Linked DNA regions of Mus musculus: all the other regions are linked to region 1. Evidence: chromatin contacts called from public Hi-C and HiChIP or PLAC-seq data. All regions are on one chromosome and are shown on one strand. Each heading gives the region's core, a stretch centred on a gene start, on an enhancer-like site or on the middle of the called end of the contact. The rest is flanking DNA. Distances are from core to core; before and after follow the strand shown.

What was found. A called contact is a pair of places that touch in the nucleus more often than the background predicts. HiChIP or PLAC-seq counts read pairs in DNA pulled down with a chosen protein or histone mark.
Region 2: a contact with region 1 is called in an H3K27ac HiChIP or PLAC-seq map of VIP interneurons, with 7 times the contacts expected there. The contact joins the enhancer-like site here to the promoter of Sh3rf3 in region 1. A contact is called at or near these places in 13 of 39 promoter capture datasets (the 3T3-L1 cell line, cranial neural crest, embryonic stem cells and 6 more), 2 of 15 datasets of contacts at CTCF or cohesin (the NIH/3T3 cell line and embryonic stem cells), 34 of 484 Hi-C or Micro-C datasets (the HL-1 cell line, the STO cell line, Sertoli cells and 18 more), 20 of 115 datasets of contacts at active chromatin or transcription factors (the NIH/3T3 cell line, SST interneurons, VIP interneurons and 12 more) and 2 of 9 other capture datasets (adipose tissue and embryonic stem cells).
Region 3: an H3K4me3 HiChIP or PLAC-seq map of forebrain shows a contact between it and region 1, with 6 times the contacts expected there. The contact joins the enhancer-like site here to the promoter of Sh3rf3 in region 1. A contact is called at or near these places in 20 of 39 promoter capture datasets (the 3T3-L1 cell line, 3T3-L1-derived adipocytes, the SN4741 cell line and 11 more), 2 of 15 datasets of contacts at CTCF or cohesin (the NIH/3T3 cell line and embryonic stem cells), 92 of 484 Hi-C or Micro-C datasets (the 3T3-L1 cell line, the C2C12 cell line, LSK cells and 49 more), 22 of 115 datasets of contacts at active chromatin or transcription factors (the NIH/3T3 cell line, PVALB interneurons, SST interneurons and 15 more) and 3 of 9 other capture datasets (adipose tissue, embryonic stem cells and embryonic tail).
Region 4: a Hi-C map of epidermal suprabasal cells shows a contact between it and region 1, with 4 times the contacts expected there. The contact joins the enhancer-like site here to the promoter of Sh3rf3 in region 1. A contact is called at or near these places in 9 of 39 promoter capture datasets (the HPC-7 cell line, cranial neural crest, embryonic stem cells and 5 more), 1 of 15 datasets of contacts at CTCF or cohesin (the NIH/3T3 cell line), 1 of 484 Hi-C or Micro-C datasets (epidermal suprabasal cells), 4 of 115 datasets of contacts at active chromatin or transcription factors (embryonic basal ganglia, embryonic forebrain, embryonic midbrain and 1 more) and 1 of 9 other capture datasets (embryonic stem cells).

The regions. Positions count from the first base shown.
Region 1 is chr10:58,811,632-58,815,805 of GRCm38.p6, forward strand. It overlaps Sh3rf3 (SH3 domain containing ring finger 3), which reads left to right and starts at 1,728. Exons shown (of 10, transcript NM_172788.3): 1 at 1,728-2,495. The coding sequence starts at 1,944.
Region 2 is chr10:59,104,958-59,109,598 of GRCm38.p6, forward strand. The region is part of intron 8 of Sh3rf3 (SH3 domain containing ring finger 3); the gene reads left to right. Among named protein-coding and RNA genes, the nearest start is that of Gm23223, 88 kb to the right of the region's middle. Within about 2 kb of position 1,529, at least 4 of the 459 cell types and tissues checked have an H3K27ac peak or open chromatin away from gene starts, as enhancers often do. A contact at or near this core is called in VIP interneurons and hippocampal neurons, where this site is marked.
Region 3 is chr10:59,130,122-59,134,143 of GRCm38.p6, forward strand. Sh3rf3 (SH3 domain containing ring finger 3) reads left to right here. Exons shown (of 10, transcript NM_172788.3): 9 at 850-1,184. Among named protein-coding and RNA genes, the nearest start is that of Gm23223, 64 kb to the right of the region's middle. Within about 2 kb of position 1,995, at least 42 of the 459 cell types and tissues checked have an H3K27ac peak or open chromatin away from gene starts, as enhancers often do. A contact at or near this core is called in LSK cells, PVALB interneurons, SST interneurons and 9 more, where this site is marked.
Region 4 is chr10:59,239,500-59,243,962 of GRCm38.p6, forward strand. No RefSeq gene overlaps it. Among named protein-coding and RNA genes, the nearest start is that of Gm36257, 8.6 kb to the right of the region's middle. Within about 2 kb of position 1,837, at least 92 of the 459 cell types and tissues checked have an H3K27ac peak or open chromatin away from gene starts, as enhancers often do. A contact at or near this core is called in epidermal suprabasal cells, where this site is marked.

The sequences.
Region 1 (4,174 bases), core at 478-2,977:
TAGGCAATAATAGACATAGACAGACAATTCTATCTTATACCCTTGCCAATACTTGTGTAAATGATACAGAGATCGGCTGGGACAACTCTATGCTCCTGGGAATTTCCAGAGACTAGCAGTCTGATAGGAACTCAGGATATCTGGAATTGGGGTGCTAAATACTGCATTCAAATCATCACTGGATGAGATCAAGTCACTCTTTCGATCATTCAATGGATATTTACTAAACACGCCGTGTGGAAGATACTACTACACTGTAAGGGACACGTGGCTTATAGGCAACCGCTCTGCTACCATGTGGTCTTTTTGCATTTGGGTTCTGTGGTCACAAAAACCACATTTAATAAAATGGCTTCATAATAATGAGAATCAATTTCCTTACCCGTGTAATGAAGTTAAAGCAATTATTTCACAGGGTTGTTTAAGAGCATTAAAACAATGCAGATATTATGTTGGCATTTAAGTATCAGCAAAATTTTTTTCTCCCTAAAAACGAAGAAAAGTGACATTCAGCTTCACAAACAACAGGGCAGCCCAACCGGCAGGAGGGGCATCCACACCACTTTGGATGCTTGCCCTGGCATCTCCCAGCTGTGCATCATCCAGCTTTCTGGACCTTTGCCTGTGCGGGGCTCGAGAGCGTTGGGAACACGAGGGGCCCACCAGGGGGCAGCACACGGTAAGAAATCTTGTACACCGACCGCAGCCCACCGCCAAACTTCCCTGCTGCTCCAGGTCCTCGTACGTACTTCCGTCGCTCTGACGCTCCCAGAACCCCGGGCATCGGGAAGGAGCGCACATTCCCCCTCTTTTGAGCCTCCCGAGGAATATTTGGAGCTGGGTTCATCAGAGCTCACCAGAGCGGGCGCTGGAGTCTTTCACCGCGCCGCCAGGGGCGCGGCGCTCGGCCAGGGTGTGCTGGCGCGTGGGCGGCGGCGTCAGTCACACATCAGTGATTCTGGAGAGGGCAGCCGGCTTCCCGAAGGAGTAGTCGCGGCCCCGGCAGCCCCCGACCCGGCCATCTCCAGCGACTTCCCTTCTCGCCTCAAGGGACACCCCCGCACCTATACCCACAGCTGTCACTTGGGCATGCTGGCAGGAGAGGGGACACAAGCAAGAGTGCTCCCTGGAGTCGTCCAGAAGGATGCCTGGGTGTCTGATGCGTCCTCCGGCTGCTCTCCAGCGCTGGCTAAGAAAGCAGTCGGGATGATGCTCCCAAACTTTCCTTCGCGGAGGCGTTGAGAAGAAACGTCCCTTCCTGAAGCTCGCGGAGAATCCAGAGTCTGGCGTCCAGAGGGGACAGGGCCAAGCCTGCGCAGGGGAAGTTCTCCGGAGCCCCGGAGGTGGCCTAAAGGGAGAAGCTCCAAGGCAGGAGAGGTGTCCGTTTCCCAACACCCCCGCAGTGACTGTGACCTCTGCGCGTCCCCCGCACATGGTCCCGCGACCCAGGGACGAGATCCGGCTGAGCTAGTTGAGCAAGGCGGCGGTGCTCTGGCAGCCCGAGGGCGCATGGAGGCGCCGAGGGGGGCGGTGCGGCTCGCCTGCGGCGCGGGGGAGCGTGCACGCCGCGCCCCGGTCTCCCTGGGGACCTGGCCGGCCTCTCCCTGCACTCCCCGCTGCTGGGCTCCCGGGCGCGGGCGGCGCGGCAGCACAGGTGTTGCCCGCAGCGGCGGTGCGCGCGCGTAGGCTGATTGGGCTCGGCTGGCTGGAGTTGCCTCGGGGCTCCGGAACTCCGGTGCCTGCCTCGCGGGCAGGCTCGGCGTGTCACTTTGCAAATCGTGGAGGCTAGTGCCTCGGGCTGTCAGCACGCGCCGCGCGGGGACCGAACCCTGTTTATTGACGGCGACTGCCCGGGCTAGGCGCAAATGCCCGCTCTCCTCGGCGGGCCGGGCTCTGGCTGCTAGACTTAGGCGGCTCGCTGGGCCCGCGCTGGCGCCTCCCCCATGCTGCTTGGGGCGTCCTGGCTGTGCGCGTCCAAGGCGGCGGCCACCGCAGCTCGGGGCGAGGGCGAGGACAGGCAGGGTGAGCAGCAGAGGGGGGCCCAGGCGAGGACTGAAGAGGATATGGACGAATCATCGCTGCTGGATTTGCTGGAATGCTCTGTGTGCCTGGAGCGCCTGGACACTACGGCCAAGGTGTTGCCATGCCAGCACACCTTCTGCCGACGCTGTCTGGAGAGCATCGTGTGCTCGCGCCACGAACTACGTTGTCCCGAGTGCCGCATCCTGGTGGGCTGCGGTGTGGACGAGCTGCCCGCCAACATACTGCTAGTGCGCCTGCTGGATGGCATCCGCCAGAGGCCCCGCACGGGTGCCAGCCCGGGGAGCAGCCCTCCCGCGCGCCCGGGCCCCGGTACGTTCTCAGCGCTCGCTGGTGGCGCTGGAGGGGCGACAGGCAGTCCCCCGTGTTCTCCGGTCTTTCTCTCAGCGGCCGCAGGCAGCTCTACCTCCAGTTTGTGCGACGTGGCGACTAATAGGAGTGTGCCAGTGGCTAAGGTAAGAATGTATCCCAGTGACATGGCGCCACTGTGTGGGAATGTGTAAGCTTGTCCGCACGTGTATGTGCAAGTAGTTTGTGATTAGAAGTAGAGGGACTAGCCGTGGATCCCCGTGGCCCACTCGTTTGTTTTATTCTTCTTTAACAACTTCTCTGTTTCCCAGGGACTCTGCCTAGCTGTCAGTTCCTACTTTACCAGTTCTTGACTACATCCCATCACATACATTCCTCTGCCCCACATCCTTACTTCAAACTTCTTGTGGGCACCTTAAGTCGCTTTCCAAGCTCAGTCCTTACATCTTCTCCCCCAAACCTGTTCATATGTGAGGCAGAACCCATCCTCTCATTAGGTGGACATGCCATCTGTCCTGCCGTTCTCTACCACTTCCATTTTGACTAGGCTGGCCGGTCCTGTATGTCTGTCTGTTGATCCATACATCCATCCACTCATCTATCTTTAACTTTGATCACCCCTCCAATTCTCCAGAAACAACCATCTTTTGCCACACCTCCTCAGTCCTGCTCTTCCCTCTCAGACCACCAATTGGGGACTTATTGCTTAATGGTTCACTGGTTCTGATCGCTGACCGGGAGTTAGCAGTCTCTTGCTGCTTAGCCGTGGAGGACAGGGGAGAGGGCAAAGTGGCAGACATTGCCCGGAGAGTAACTACAGCTGCCCCAGAAAGAAGGACTTCGCCTAAAATCTTCAGGAACACTTACTCTGTCTTACTCTTAGGCTTGGCACTCTCTAGTCAAGCTTTGCTTGTGGGCTCTTAAGCAGGGTTGCTTTCCCAGGTGGACAGTTGTTTTTAATTTTCGTTATTAGATTTAGCACGGCCGCATTATATAGACTTCACGACTTCTGTTTTTGCTGGAGGACGTTTTGTGGATGGCTGAATTTGAGTTTTCTATGGATCAGGAAGAGAGGGTCGGCAAAGACATGCAAGGAGTATGCATGCCTTCTTAGGATGGTCACTGAAGGATCAAAATTGAAATTTGGCTTTTAATTGTGATTAAATCTAGCCATTTGCTTCATTGGAAGTTCAGAAACTTTTCTTTTTTTTTCCTTTTCCATTTTTAATTAGGTATTTAGCTCATTTACATTTCCAATGCTATACCAAAAGTCCCCCATACCCACCCACCCCCACTCCCCTACCCACCCACTCCCCCTTTTTGGCCCTGGCGTTCCCCTGTACTGGGGCATATAAAGTTTGCGTGTCCAATGGGCCTCTCTTTCCAGTGATGGCCGACTAGGCCATCTTTTGATACATATGCAGCTAGAGTCAAGAGCTCCGGGGTACTGGTTAGTTCATAATGTTGTTCCACCTATAGGGTTGCAGATCCCTTTAGCTCCTTGGGTACTTTCTCTAGCTCCTCCATTGGGAGCCCTGTGATCCATCCATTAGCTGACTGTGAGCATCCACTTCTGTGTTTGCTAGGCCCCAGCATAGTCTCACAAGAGACAGCTACATCTGGGAACTTTCGATAAAATCTTGCTAGTGTATGCAATGGTGTCAGCGTTTGGATGCTGATTATGGGGTGGATCCCTGGATATGGCAGTCTCTACATGGTCCATCCTTTCATCTCAGCTCCAAACTTTGTCTCTGTAACTCCTTCCAAGGGTGTTTTGTTCCCACTTCTAAGGAGGGGCATAGTGTCCACACTTCAGTCTTCATTT
Region 2 (4,641 bases), core at 279-2,778, 290 kb after region 1:
CCATATGGGAAGGGCTTCTTTCTTGGAAAAAAAAAAAAACTGAAAGAGAAAAACAGGAGGACACCAGCCTGGTAGTGGGTATGGAAACCATTTTCAGCTATTCTTGTATTTTATAGAAGATTGGAGTCGATGGGCTGGCCCTGGTGGCTAGGAGCAAGGGGAGGAGTAGCCAGGGTCACACTCCACTTACAAATCAGTGCAAAACACAAGCCACAAAGTGAATGGAGAATGTTCTAGTAGCCGTAGCTTTAAGCTTAATATAAAATTTAAAGGTCAGGTGCATCTTCTATCAAATGCACTATCCAAAAAATGTTTCAAGGCACTCCAGTCTTGCTGCTAGGATGTCTAAGATTGTCTGTCAGTTGTGTTTGGCAGGCAACTTGGTTTTCCCACGTTCTGTGGCTGTTTGAAGATGTTTCTATAGGGTTTCCTAAGCATCCTGTGTATCTCACGTGTTTGAGGTGAGGACAGCCCCCTTGAGGGACATCCCCAGCCCTAATTTTTAAATCCACTCATCAGCTTCCAAGAACTTTCAGACCCCTCTCCCTCTAGAACCTAGGTACACCCCAGCACTGGTCCAAACTCATCACCACGGGTTACACTCTCTGCTGCCTCCATCAATGTGTGGGCTGGGTAGAAAGAGGCTGATAAAACCAGGGTGGCACCCACCCTGTGAAGTCAAGTATGGATGCTGTGTTTTGTGCCCATGTGTGCTTGAAAATCAATTCAGTTGTTAATCTGTTGCCTTCTGCCTTGCTGCACTTGTTCAGAGACTTGCTGGCTGGCTGCAGGAAGAGGGCGGAGGTGGGGGGGACAGCCCTTTGCGCTCAGAAGACAGTTTTCCCTCAGATGCAATCCGTCAGCCTTTCCAGCTACTGAGAGCAAACCAGGGGCAGTCTGGCAGTATTAGTAAACGTTTCTAGTTCCTTGTCCCCAAACCTCCTGTGTAACTTGTGGGACAGGTAGTGCTGCCTGCTACCAGCTAATACTGGGTGGCATCTGTACCTGTTGAGCCAGCCTTTGTTAGCCTGTCGCTCCTCACCACGGCTTCGGTCCAGAATGTAGGGCTAAAGCAGCTACTGGCCACATGACATGGACCAAGGATGGGGGGAGGGGAGGAGAGGCAACAGAGTCACATGACGAGCCCATGGAATCAGATTCCAGAGACCAGCATCAGGGTGCAGATAAGTGTGGGGTTAATAGGGTGTCCTGCATCCTCTCGGGACTCGGGCTCGTGGAGGTGGGACACAGGAAGTTTTGACTGCGCTTACCCCACATCAGTGCTGGGCAGGTGTAGGACTATGGAAAGCCATGGGACCCCACTCTGGGGCTGGGGGAGTGAAGTCTGAGGTCCTGGGGACTGCCGTAATTGGCTTGGGGGATCTCCGGACCTGCATGGAGACCAGGGATGTCAGATTCTCAGACTCTTGGACACCCAGGCACCTCTGAGAACAGAGTGGGAGCCCACAGGCTGGATCTAGCCCAGGGTTGAAGGGGAAAGAGGGGAGAGCTCCAGCTGGGTCCTGTGGGGGGAAGAGAGTCCTTGGCTTGCTCAGTGGGCAGCTTGGCTTGGCAGAAGCTGTGGCTGGGAGCACTGAGAGGCCTTCTGTGGGAGATTAGACAGCCGGCTCTTTAGGCAAAGGCCTGTTCCATTGCTCCCCACAGGGAATCCCGATGAAAAGAGATAGTCCATGGTTTTAAGGCATTTATTGTCATGATGGAGAGTGATGATGAATAAAACCGTATTCCACTTTCTCAGGGTGGACCTGAGGTCCTCTTGCAGGGATGAGTGTCTGGAACAGGGAGTTTATTGGCTAAACCTTACGGCCTTTAGGTACCTCATTAAAATGGTCAAAGCTGACATGAGGACTCTGGACTCCTGACACTGGAGCCCAGCCAACTGTGACAGGGTTCGGGAGTCCAGAGTCCTCATGTCAGCTTTGACCTCTGACCCCAAACAAGTCTCCCAATACCTCTCAGCTTCAGAAATTTCAGAGGAAAATGCAGACTATGGTAAAAAGATCCTTGGAGTACCTTTTTAATTTCAACAATCTTTTATCTATAAAACTGAAACTATGCTCATCCACAACAGAAAGCTAATCTGTTTCCAGGCCACAACATAAGACATTCGCCATGCTTTTTGATAGACAGATGTTGTCAGAGGTCTTCTGTGGACTTTATGGAAGTGCCACGGCTCTAGGACGTCTCTTATGGTTGGCAGCAGTGGCTGTGTTTCTAACCACACCCCTGACTTGTCCCTCACTTTAATATCACTTAACCAGTCCTCTAGACATCAATATGTTTAAAAGGGAAATGTCTTTTTCTGCTCATGCAAATACTATAAAGAGAATTAATTGTTTCTATCAGTCAACCATCTCAGAGACACCAAACCAGTAGGAGATGGATGGATAGTCTGATACCACTAACCCATCTATTGATAGATAAGATACCACTAACTTGTTTGTTTTAAGGACTTAGTGCATGTAATTACGGAGACTGCGAAGTTCAGAATCTGTGGAGCAGAGCTGAAATCCGTCGGGCAGGCCGACGAACAAACTAAAAAAACCTGGGCAGGATTTGTTGTTGCAATTTGAGGGAAAAACAATTTTATCCTCAGGAAGCCTAGATTGCTCTTTAGACTTTGAACCGACTGCGTTGAATGCCACTGTATTCAAGACACATACTTGAAGTCATTTTCTAAAGGAGATTAAAAGTCGGTTATTGTTTTTAAATTAGTTGATTTTTAGCCACATCTACAAATTACCATCACAGAAACATCCCAACAAGCATTTGACCAAACAACTGTGTGCCATAGCCTGAGCAAACTAATCACTCTTCTCTGTCTGGTACCAACCGAGAATTGCCCTAAGCCACCGGGAGTCCTCAACCAAGGACAATAGCAAGGTCAGGCTCTGCTTAGCATGGTGCAGCTGGGCTCTTGAGAGCAACCAAACCTGAGAGCAACCAAACCCACTAACCCAGAAGAGGCGGCCATCTTTGGAAGATGCGCCCTCAACGTTCTGTAGCAGAAACATTAGGACGTAAGAGTTAACATAGGCAAATGCTGACATCTCACATTGTGTGACAAGAGGGGACAAAGGGAAAGAAAGCAGATCTGTGACTCAATGCACATTCATAACAAAACAGGAGGGAAGTACCTGCCACGATTGTCCTCCTCTCTGCAACTGGTCACGTGGCCCAGCAAATGTCACACAGTCACCTCCATCCGTATAGTCCCCAACCTGAATCTCCTTTGCACACAAGAAATACCTTGCCTTTTTGTGCTCCCTTGCCTGGTGGGGTACACCCATATCTCTGAGGTTCTGCCATTTGTAATACTACTTCCACTGAGACATTGTAGACCCCTGCCCCCGACCTGAACCACATAGCCTGGTATTACCAAGTGCTCTACGGTGTCTCTTATGTTCCAATCATGTTCTGGTTCATCCTCCACTGTGTCCCCTTGGAATCAAAATCCCTCCCTATGCCAGTGAGTCAGAGATCCAGGGATCCCGAGATCCAGGGACCTCAAGGGAGCTGAAGCATTCTGAACTGGCTGGCAGTTCAGTGGAGTGGTGGTTGCTCCTCAGTAGAACTGCTGGACTAAGGATGAGAGTCACTGGGAGTTGTGGTGGCTGGTCCCATTCCCATTTCCTCCCTGATTGCCTGAAGCTGTGCATCTCGGCTATGCAGAGACGAGCCCATATCTAACATGTCTACTCCAATGAGAAAGCACTGCTCCTGCCGGTCATTGATCAGTTACCCAAGGGATGGTACCTTATTAGGTACTGGGTTAGTCTCTGCTGCCTGAGGTCAACAGTGAATCTAACCAGGTTGTCCTTGGTGAGCACAATTCCATGGTGTTCATACACACGTACCTACCTCCATCCCTGCCTCCATTGCCCTCAAACCCATTGGTCAATGAGAGGTGGCTAGAGAAAGGCTGCCTAGTATCCACACAGAGCAGACTATCCTATCCACTTCATTACTGATGTCTGTGGCTATGGCCGTTCTTTAGTGAACAAATAACTGCTTATTTTATCCAGAGTGGGCTACTCTCATACCATTCTCAAATTTCCTTCCAAGAGCCTGATTATTTAGCTAAGTTACTGAGCATGGCTATAAACTGCTACTCAGTCATACATCTGGCCACCCTCCATATCCAGGGGTACTGCCCACTGAAATAATAGTTCCCCTTCTACAAGCCCTCGCAGATGTCAAGAGAAGGTGCAGTATTGAAACTGTCCACTGGAGGGCAGTGTCTGCAAGCCATGCAGAATCTCCTAAACCTGGCCTGCAGCTTCTCTTTGTCATGTGATTATCAAAACAGTCCCAGCCCAGGGCCAATGGTGTGGGGCTGGAGAAAGGCACCAAGGAACCATAAGTCTCGCTTGCCCCATAACCTACTCATGCCCTAGGGCCTAGTCAGGCCAATCTTGGATACACCCCTTTCATTTGATGGCAGGCAGCTGAAGTTGCAAGGTATCTTGGTGGCTCAGAGTTAAATATGCAGTCTCTACCAAGCCCTGATAATAAAAAGACAAGACCTAGTTTTTTCTAAAACAACATTTTAGAAATGTACTTACTTTATGTGTATAAGTGTTTTGCTCACATGTATGGTTCTGTGTGTTTGGTACCCTC
Region 3 (4,022 bases), core at 745-3,244, 320 kb after region 1:
ACATATTATATGTAACTACATATATATACTATATACATTATATGTGTATATACATACTACATATACATACTATATACATTGTATATATACTATATATATTATGTTTGTATATACATACTATATACATTGTATATATATACACACTATGTACATACTACATATGTTTATATATACTTATATATTAGACATATACACATACATTAGATTAAATAAACATATTTAATTAAAACTATGGACATTGCTAGGGACAAGTGCTCCTTCCTGGCCCACAATCTCCCAGGAATATTTAACATATACACATATATGCATACACACACACACACACACATATATGCTCACATACATAAAAGCACGCACGTATATATTCCACTGCTGTTTGTTTAAACAGAGAAAAGTTTAAAGCCAGGGCTTCCAAACATTGTCTCAAAGACACATGCTGCAACTCATCCTTGGATGAGGGGCTGCCTGTCTGGATGCCCTGTGTAGAGTAACTACCCTTTCAGCTGCGCTGAGTCCTACGGTTTTCCTCTCAGAAGAGTCAGGCCACAGTGTGGCCCAGATTCATGAGATGCCCCAGTAGGACATCTTCCCTGCAAAACAAAGCAGTCACCCTGACTGAGTTCCTCTGACCCCGCCCATGAAGTTCCTGTGGGTCCTGCCATGAGGAGCCCTGTCCTGTAGGACCCCTCGCCTGCAACCCTTCCATGGGAGCTAGCCTCATGAGACACTCCTCCCGGCTTGCCTTTGCCATCTTCCTCTGACTAGATTTACAGGACTGTCTTTAAAGGATTCTACAAGCTGGTCCTCCTCTAGACACTAACATCAGTTTAACTGTGTGTGTTTCTGCAGAAGGAGAAAAAGAGCGGCCTGCTGAAGCTGCTGGCTGGGGCCTCGACCAAGAAGAAGTCACGCTCCCCGCCATCTGTATCTCCAACCCATGACCCCCAGTCGGCCATGGATACCTCACTTCAGGGTGCCATGGGCCCCGAAGTGTCCCCATTGACCGTCCATGGCAGGGCAGGTTCCTGCCCCATAGAGAGTGAGATGCAGGGTGCCATTGGGTTGGAGCCACTGCACAGGAAAGCAGGCTCCTTGGATCTGAATTTCTCTTTGTCCCCGTCTCGGCAAGCAACTCTGTCCATGGCTTCCATTCGCCCTGAACCTAAGCCACTGCCCAGAGAGAGGTAAGGAGGTGAGGGATAGTATCTGTGGCCTCTCTTTACACCTGAGTTCTGGAAGCTTCTTAGGGACTGGGGAAAATGGGCTTTCCCAGGGATTAAGTTTATCAGATGGCCCTCTTTTCCCAGGCCTGGGGCATATTGCTGATTCCCAGGCCTCCTGCTTCCTAAATTTGGGCTCATATGTGATTCCTGAAGAAGTGTCAGGCCCACTGTGGCAGAGCACAGGGCTCTCCTGGCTCAGCGCTGGGTTTTCAACCTTCAGAGCCCCCTGTGGACCTGTGCCCCATCCACTCACCCAGAAAAATTTCAACCTCAGAACACTGTGACATTTTGGTATTAAGAAATGTCACTCTATGCTGTCTTCAAGGTATATATAGTCTATTAGGTCCAACCATTCAGAACCGCCAATACTCATTCAATCTTGAGTTTTACAGAAACTGAGCCGCAGAGATGAGACCTGCTGGGGACACAGGCTAAGGGCTAATAGACTGTCCAAGCTTTCCAAGTAGTAGGGCATCTATCTTAGTGAGTGGATCGGTATGCTTGAGTTTGCAACTAAAGCCTGGAAGGCCTTAAGGGGATGTGCTAGGTGCCACTTTGCCCTGTCTCTACTAGTTAGAACACTGCTTAAATAATAAAAACACATTCCTGAGAGAGCAACGACAGCATTTCTGTTAGTCCTCCACTGCTCAGTAACTTGTTACCTGAGCCCGAGAACACAGCAGCTAACCGCAGAGACCACACCTCCCGGTGCCAGGCAGCGGGTAGACAAGGCTCTGTTTAGATCAGGAGTCACACAGGCTTCCTGTTGAAGGCCAGATGGGAAATGTCGCGGATGCCAGGGACTCAGCTCTGCACGTAGCTTATACATGCCTGCATTTCCTAGTACGTTGTGTGCATTCTCCACTGGACTCCTCTCAACCTTCCTAGTCCAGCGTCCCTATTTCCTAATGAAGTGACTGATGTTCTGTAAAAGCCTAAGAAACTTGTTCATGATTCCACAGCTGGCTAGCAGCTGGCGGAGAGGCTCAACCGTGAGAGCTTTATGACCAGAGAGTCTAAGCTCATTTACACACGTGTGTGTGCAAGCGCGCACATGCACACACGTTCTCATCAGCAAAGAACTCAGCAGCAGCAGGGCAGATCAAAGCAGCACAAGGGGAAAGGCCAAGCAAGCCAAGGATGAGCTGCGTTTCCTTCTCAGATGCACTTTTTTTTTTAAGATTTATTTATTTTATGTATGTGAGTACACTGTCACTGTCTTCAGACACACCAGAAGAGGGCGTCAGATCTCGTTACAGATGGTTGTGAGCCACCATGCGGTTGCTGGGAATTGAACTCAGGACCTCTGGAAGAGCAGTCAGTGCTCTTAACTGCTGAGCCATCTCTCTAGCACTCAGAGACACTTCTTATCTGGGCTGCTGCTTGAAAGCCCTGCCCAGGGTTGGGGTGGACAGGCCTTCTCACGGCATCCATGGCAATCAGGACAGCTCTTCAACTGAGGCTTTCTACTCAGGCAATTCTACTGTGGGGCAAGTTGGCACAGTCCCCTAAAGGGATCAACGTCTCCATCTGGACAACGGTAGAGAGAGAGTGGCTGTGAGACCCTGTGATACCTGGATAGGAACTGAAGATGTGTGGTCCAGCTCCCTAGGCTAGGACAACTGCAGCTGAGACGGATTCCAGGCCCTCAGACCTGTGCCAGGCGCTCGTTTTGCAGCTTCTGAGTTTGGACCAGCTCTTCTTGTACTTGCAGAGACCCTCTGAGTCTTGGACTTAAAAAAAAAATTAGGCTCCTTGCCTAGCCCTCCTAACGTTCACAGTGCAGGACTCTTTCTGAAGGAAATCCTTCTGGGGATGGAAAAGCCTCTGACAGCCCAGACCTGTGCTAGGACTCCGAAGTCCTCACATCACATTCCCTGACGTTCCCAACCTGGACAGCAGCAGTACTGACACACAAACACAAATGGGTGATTATGGAGCCAAAGTTGTGTGTCCATGGCCCAGGAACACAGATTTAGGTCTCCCAAAATACTATGTTCCAATGTGGAAGCAGCTTCATGAAGTTTTTATAACAGAAAAGAAAGAAAGAAAACCATAAATCAAGGCATTTTTAAAAATACATTGGCAGAAACATCAGAGGGGCCATTTGCAGCCAGGCAGAGAAATCTGGGCTGCAGGCCTCAGATGATCCCTTACAGCGTTTTTAGCCCTTTGGTTGATAAGGAATGGGGTTCTATTAATACATTTTTAAAGATTTTTATTGTTTATCAGAACAGGTCTTACACGGAGGTGGGCGACAAGAGTCTTTTTAGTTGGGCTAAAGATAGCCCAAGAGAAACTATAATTAGGCTCCGAGCCTAAACATTCCAAAGGCACTGACTGAAGCTTTAATCAGCTAGCCTTTGTGCACACAGCTTATTTTCCCCCAGGAGTTCTCGTGTACAGTACAATGAAGAGGCCAATACTGCAGCCCCTCCGACTGTGGCCATGCTGAACATGGCCCTGGCCCACCAGCTAGATGGTGGGTGTAAGGATAAAATATTCCTTTGCCTTTCCTCCTCTTTGAGCTGTCCCCAGCCTACTGCCCACAGCCACACAGATGGCTCCCGAAGAAGACCACCCTCCCCCTATCATCTAGCTGTGCCGAATGATGCTGAGGAGACCAAAGCTCCCAACTTTGCATATTCCAGCTTAGAAAAACCAGGGAACAACAAAAAGAGTAACCTAGGGAGTCTTAGCTTTTCAACTTTGTTGTACAAACACCTGCCACCTGCTCTAGGGTAAAGGTGTCAGCCGCATGCCATACAAAGCTACCCAGATATTCTGGGGGCCAGCAGC
Region 4 (4,463 bases), core at 587-3,086, 430 kb after region 1:
TTGCATTCTATCTGAGCCTTCAGTGATTTTTCCAACCCTTATACAGACGCCAAAGACAAGCACTCTTCCTTCCCTTCTTGCCTCCCTTCATTTTTAAATTAGTCTTTCTATTCAGTCCTAGGATATAAATTGATTTTCACTTTTTTCTCTCAAGTTCTTTTCTCATAGGCACAAATCAGAATCACAGTGCTCTTTTGTGAACCTAAATTCCCAGAGGAGAGCCAGCCCTGTGTTAAATATTCTATACACAGTTGATTGAATGATTTGTAGCCTTTCTTTGACTATGGAGAATTGGAATGTTACAGATTCCAAGCCAAATTATCTTTGGTTATTTTTAGCCCCACCTCTATAATTGATTGACAGTAGGTACAAATGATTCCTTATAGTCACCCACCATCCTCTCTACCTTGAGATGCAGGAGCATGACAACAATCAGTCAATAGTCTATATGTACTGCTCTGCTGGTGAGACTCATAGTCCCTACCTAAAAGGGACCACAAGACTGTCCCTATTTTATCTGTTGGATACAGACACCAGGTGTTGGATTTTCCATAAGAAGAGTTGTTTGGAATCCTTGAATTACGTGGAGTTTGAGTTTGAAATTGTTACATATCCTAAAGGTAGGTCATAGTTTTGTAATCTTAAAATACAAGGTTTAAGCAAGATCATCATCTCTCCACTCTCCCCAAAGACTTTGGGGATGGGGTTGGATTGTAGTAGGAAACCAGATGTAAGTTACACCCGTGAGTAATGTATTAAAGAAGCCAATGGTGGGGTTTGAGGAATGGTTCAGTGGCCAAGAGGTCTTCCAGAGGTCCTGAGTTCAATTCTCACCACCTGCATGGTGGCTCACAACCATCTGCAATGGGATCTGATGCCCTCTTCTGGTGTGTGTGAAGACAGAGGACTCATAGTAAATAAATAAATTAAACAAATAAATAAGCAAGCCAGAGGCAGAGAAATACTGAAAGCCCTTCCCTATCTTGTTCTCATACAACAAAAAGAACATTCTCCAGAAAAGCCCAAAATATATAAACATGAGTGAGGTGAATCCTATACAAATGTCCTACATAGGGTCACATGGCTTGTAGCCACATGCTTTTGGGGAGCGTTACCCTTATTTGTTAGTTTACTTTCATTATGAGGTGTGTTTTTCTTTCCTTCCTTCCTTCATTCCTTGCTTCCTTCCTGAGTTTCCTTGTGTGGCCCTGGCTGCCCTATAACTAGTCCTGTAAACCAGGCTGTCCTCAAACTCACAGCAATCCACTCGCCTCTACCTCTCGGTGCTGGGAGTATTTTCCCTTTCTTGACAAACTATTTCTGTTTCTTTGTTTGTTTGTTTTTTGAGACAGGGTTTCTCTGTATAGCCTTGGCTGTCCTGGAACTCACTCTGTAGACCAGGCTGTCCTCGAACTCAGAAATTTGCCTGCCTCTGCCTCCCAAGTGCTGGGATTAAAGGCGTGCGCCACCGCCCAGCCTGTTTCTGTTTCTAATCACCTGTCCTTGATCTAATTCTTTGCTGTGGCACTCAAGAACCTAAATGCTTCAGTAGGTGGCCTGGGATTCAGATCCATGCCTGTGACAATGTCCTATCATACAGCCATCCTCAGAGGGTGTGAAGCAAGGATCTGAACATAATACCACTGTTGAATACTACCTACTCCGGTCTCCAGGAGCCCACAAGTTATTAGGGAGTGAGATCTGAAATACAAAGACGGTATTCAGACTCACCAACAAGAGAGCTGTGTAATGCTACTGGCTGCCACTGTGTGGGAGGTGGACTTTGAAGAGAGATTTTGGAACTTGGCCAGGTGGGAGGGACAGGATCAGGGAACAAGCACTAGAACAAGTTGGCTCAGATACCTGGACCTACAGGAAGGACAGCTGTAAGGACTGCAAGGGAGACAAGGTGGTTGGGGAACATGTAAACACTGATTCATTAATCTGTCACATGGCCGTTTGGTAGGACACTGCTCTGGCAACTCCCTTGCTCCACCCAGCTGTGCAATGGTGTCCTGAGTCATGAGCTGTGAGCTGGCATAGTTACTAAGCACAGGATAAATACTGCTTCCAGGACTTCAACCAAGTCACCTTTTTTTGAAACAGGGTCTTTCTGTTTTATAGCCCTGGCTCTCCTGGAACTCATTCTGTAGACCAGTCTGGCTTTGAATCCAGAGATCTACCTGCCTCTGCCACAGGAGAACTGAGATTAAAGTCAGATGCCATGTCTAACATAATGAAGATGGTTGGTTGGCTAGTTGGTTGGTTGGCTAGTTGGTTGGTTGGTTGATTTGGTTTGGTTTGGTTTTTGAGACAGGGTTTCTCTGCCCTGGCTGTCCTGGGGAACTTGCTCTGAATACCAGACTGGCCTTGAACTCAGAGATCCACCTGCCTCTGCTGCTGTCTTCTGAGTGCTGTGAGTGTACCACCACCACTGATAAAGATTTAATTTTTTTTTTAAGAACTGTGGCCCTCAGGCAGATAGCTTTAATCTCAGCACTCATGTGGGTTAAAATGGTGCCCCACGCCTGGCCTGCCACAGGGCTAGGGCTGCTCATAGAGGTGGATGCAGGGAGTTTGACTGCGTGCACCCCACGCTAGGCGGGCATCGCTGTGAGAAGCCTCAGGACTCCGCTCCGGGGGTGGTAAGGCACAGTCTGAGGTCCCCACGGAATTGCCAGAGTTGGCTCAGACTCTCAGGCACCACAGACGCCACTAGGGTCCCCAGGGGCTTGCACGGAGGCCAAAGACGACAGGTTCTCAAACTCCTGGGCACCTCAGAAGCCTCTGGATGTCACAGAAGCGCTGAGAACAGAGTGGGGGGGGGGGGGTCTGCAGGCGGGCAGGCTCTAGCCTGGGGCCAAAGAAAAGAGGGCGGGAGGAGGAGAGCACTCCAGCTGGTCCCACCGGGATGAGAGTGTCTCTGGCTTGCTCAGTGGCTGCTTGGCTCAATGGAAGCTGTGTCTGAGAGTACAGGGAGGCCTCCTGCGGGAGATTACTTGCTGGGCTCTTTAAAGGAAGACCTGCTCCATTGCTCCAGCATGTCTGATTCGGATTAGAAGAGGCAGTCCATGGTTTTAAGTTGTTTATTGTCATGACAGAAGAGAGCTGTGTTGAGTGAAACCTTACCTCACCTTCTCAGGGGCCTGGGGTTAAGTACCTTTTGCAGGGAGGAGTGTCTGGGAAGGGAAACTAAGAGGGTAGTAGAGGCAGAGAAAGGCAGAGAGAGGGAGAAAGTAGAGAAGTAGAGGCCAGACATGGCCACATGGAAGGGAGGGAGAGGGAATGCAGAAAAAGTGGTTGCAAGAGGGCAAGAGAGAGAGGCAAGAGTAAGAAAGTAAGAGAGTAAGAGAGGGAGGAGGGGGCAAGCAGCCCCTTTTATAGTGGGCCAGACCTACGTGGCTGTTGCCAGGTAACTGTGGGATGGTGGAGTCCAGACAGAATACCAGGGGCTTGGGGCATTGCCCTACATGACTGAATTCTACTCCACAGAATTATGGAGCTGATGCCTCCCTGTCAGGAGCCTAGTGTCTGGGGGTGTGGCAGACACCTTCCGTCCCTTTCAGGAACACCCGCTGAGTCTCCAGGGTTTAAACCTAGCTCAACCAGAAAACATGCTGCCTTTCATGGTCCCACACACTCAGAAAGCAGAGGCAGGCAAATCTCTGTGAGTTTGAGGCCAGCCTGGTTTACAGAATGAGTTCCAGGATAGCCAAGGCTACACAGAGAAACCCTATTTTGAATCAAGAAGAAGAAGAAGAAGAAGAAGAAGAAGAAGAAGAAGAAGAAGAAGAAGAAGAAGAAGAAGAAGAAGAAGAAGAGGAGGAGGAGGAGGAGGAGGAGGAGGAGGAGGAGGAGGAGGAGGAGGAGGAGGAGGAGGAGGAGGAGGAGGAGGAGGAGGAGGAGGAGCAGGAGCAGGAGCAGGAGCAGGAGGAGCAGGAGGAGCAGGAGCAGGAGGAGCAGGAGGAGCAGGAGGAGCAGGAGGAAGAGGAAGAGGAAGAGGAGGAAGAGGAAGAAAGAGGAGGAAGAGGAAGGGGAAGAGGAGAAAGAGGAGGAAGAGGAAGGGGAAGAGGAAGAGGAGAAAGGGGATGAAGGGGAAGAGGAAGAGGAAGAGGGCTTGGGATGTAGTTTAGTTTGTAGAATGCTTGTCTTGCATACCCGAATCCCTGGATTTAAACCTGCATGAACACTGTGGCATCAGTACTACCAAACAAGTACATACTAGCTTCATTGTCTTGTCCTTCCCTCTTCATGTGCCTCATGTCACCTGGTCAACACCAGTGTGCCCACAAAGTAGCTCAGACCCTCTAGCGCTGTCTCTGAGGAGCACATTCACCTCTGGTGCGGAGAGTGGTATATACCAGTACCTTCTGTGGCTTTTCGACTGTGTCCAGTCACAACACGTTGTCTTCCAAAGTTCCTTACGTCATGGGATTTTAAGGATGATCTGATGATTCAGGTAA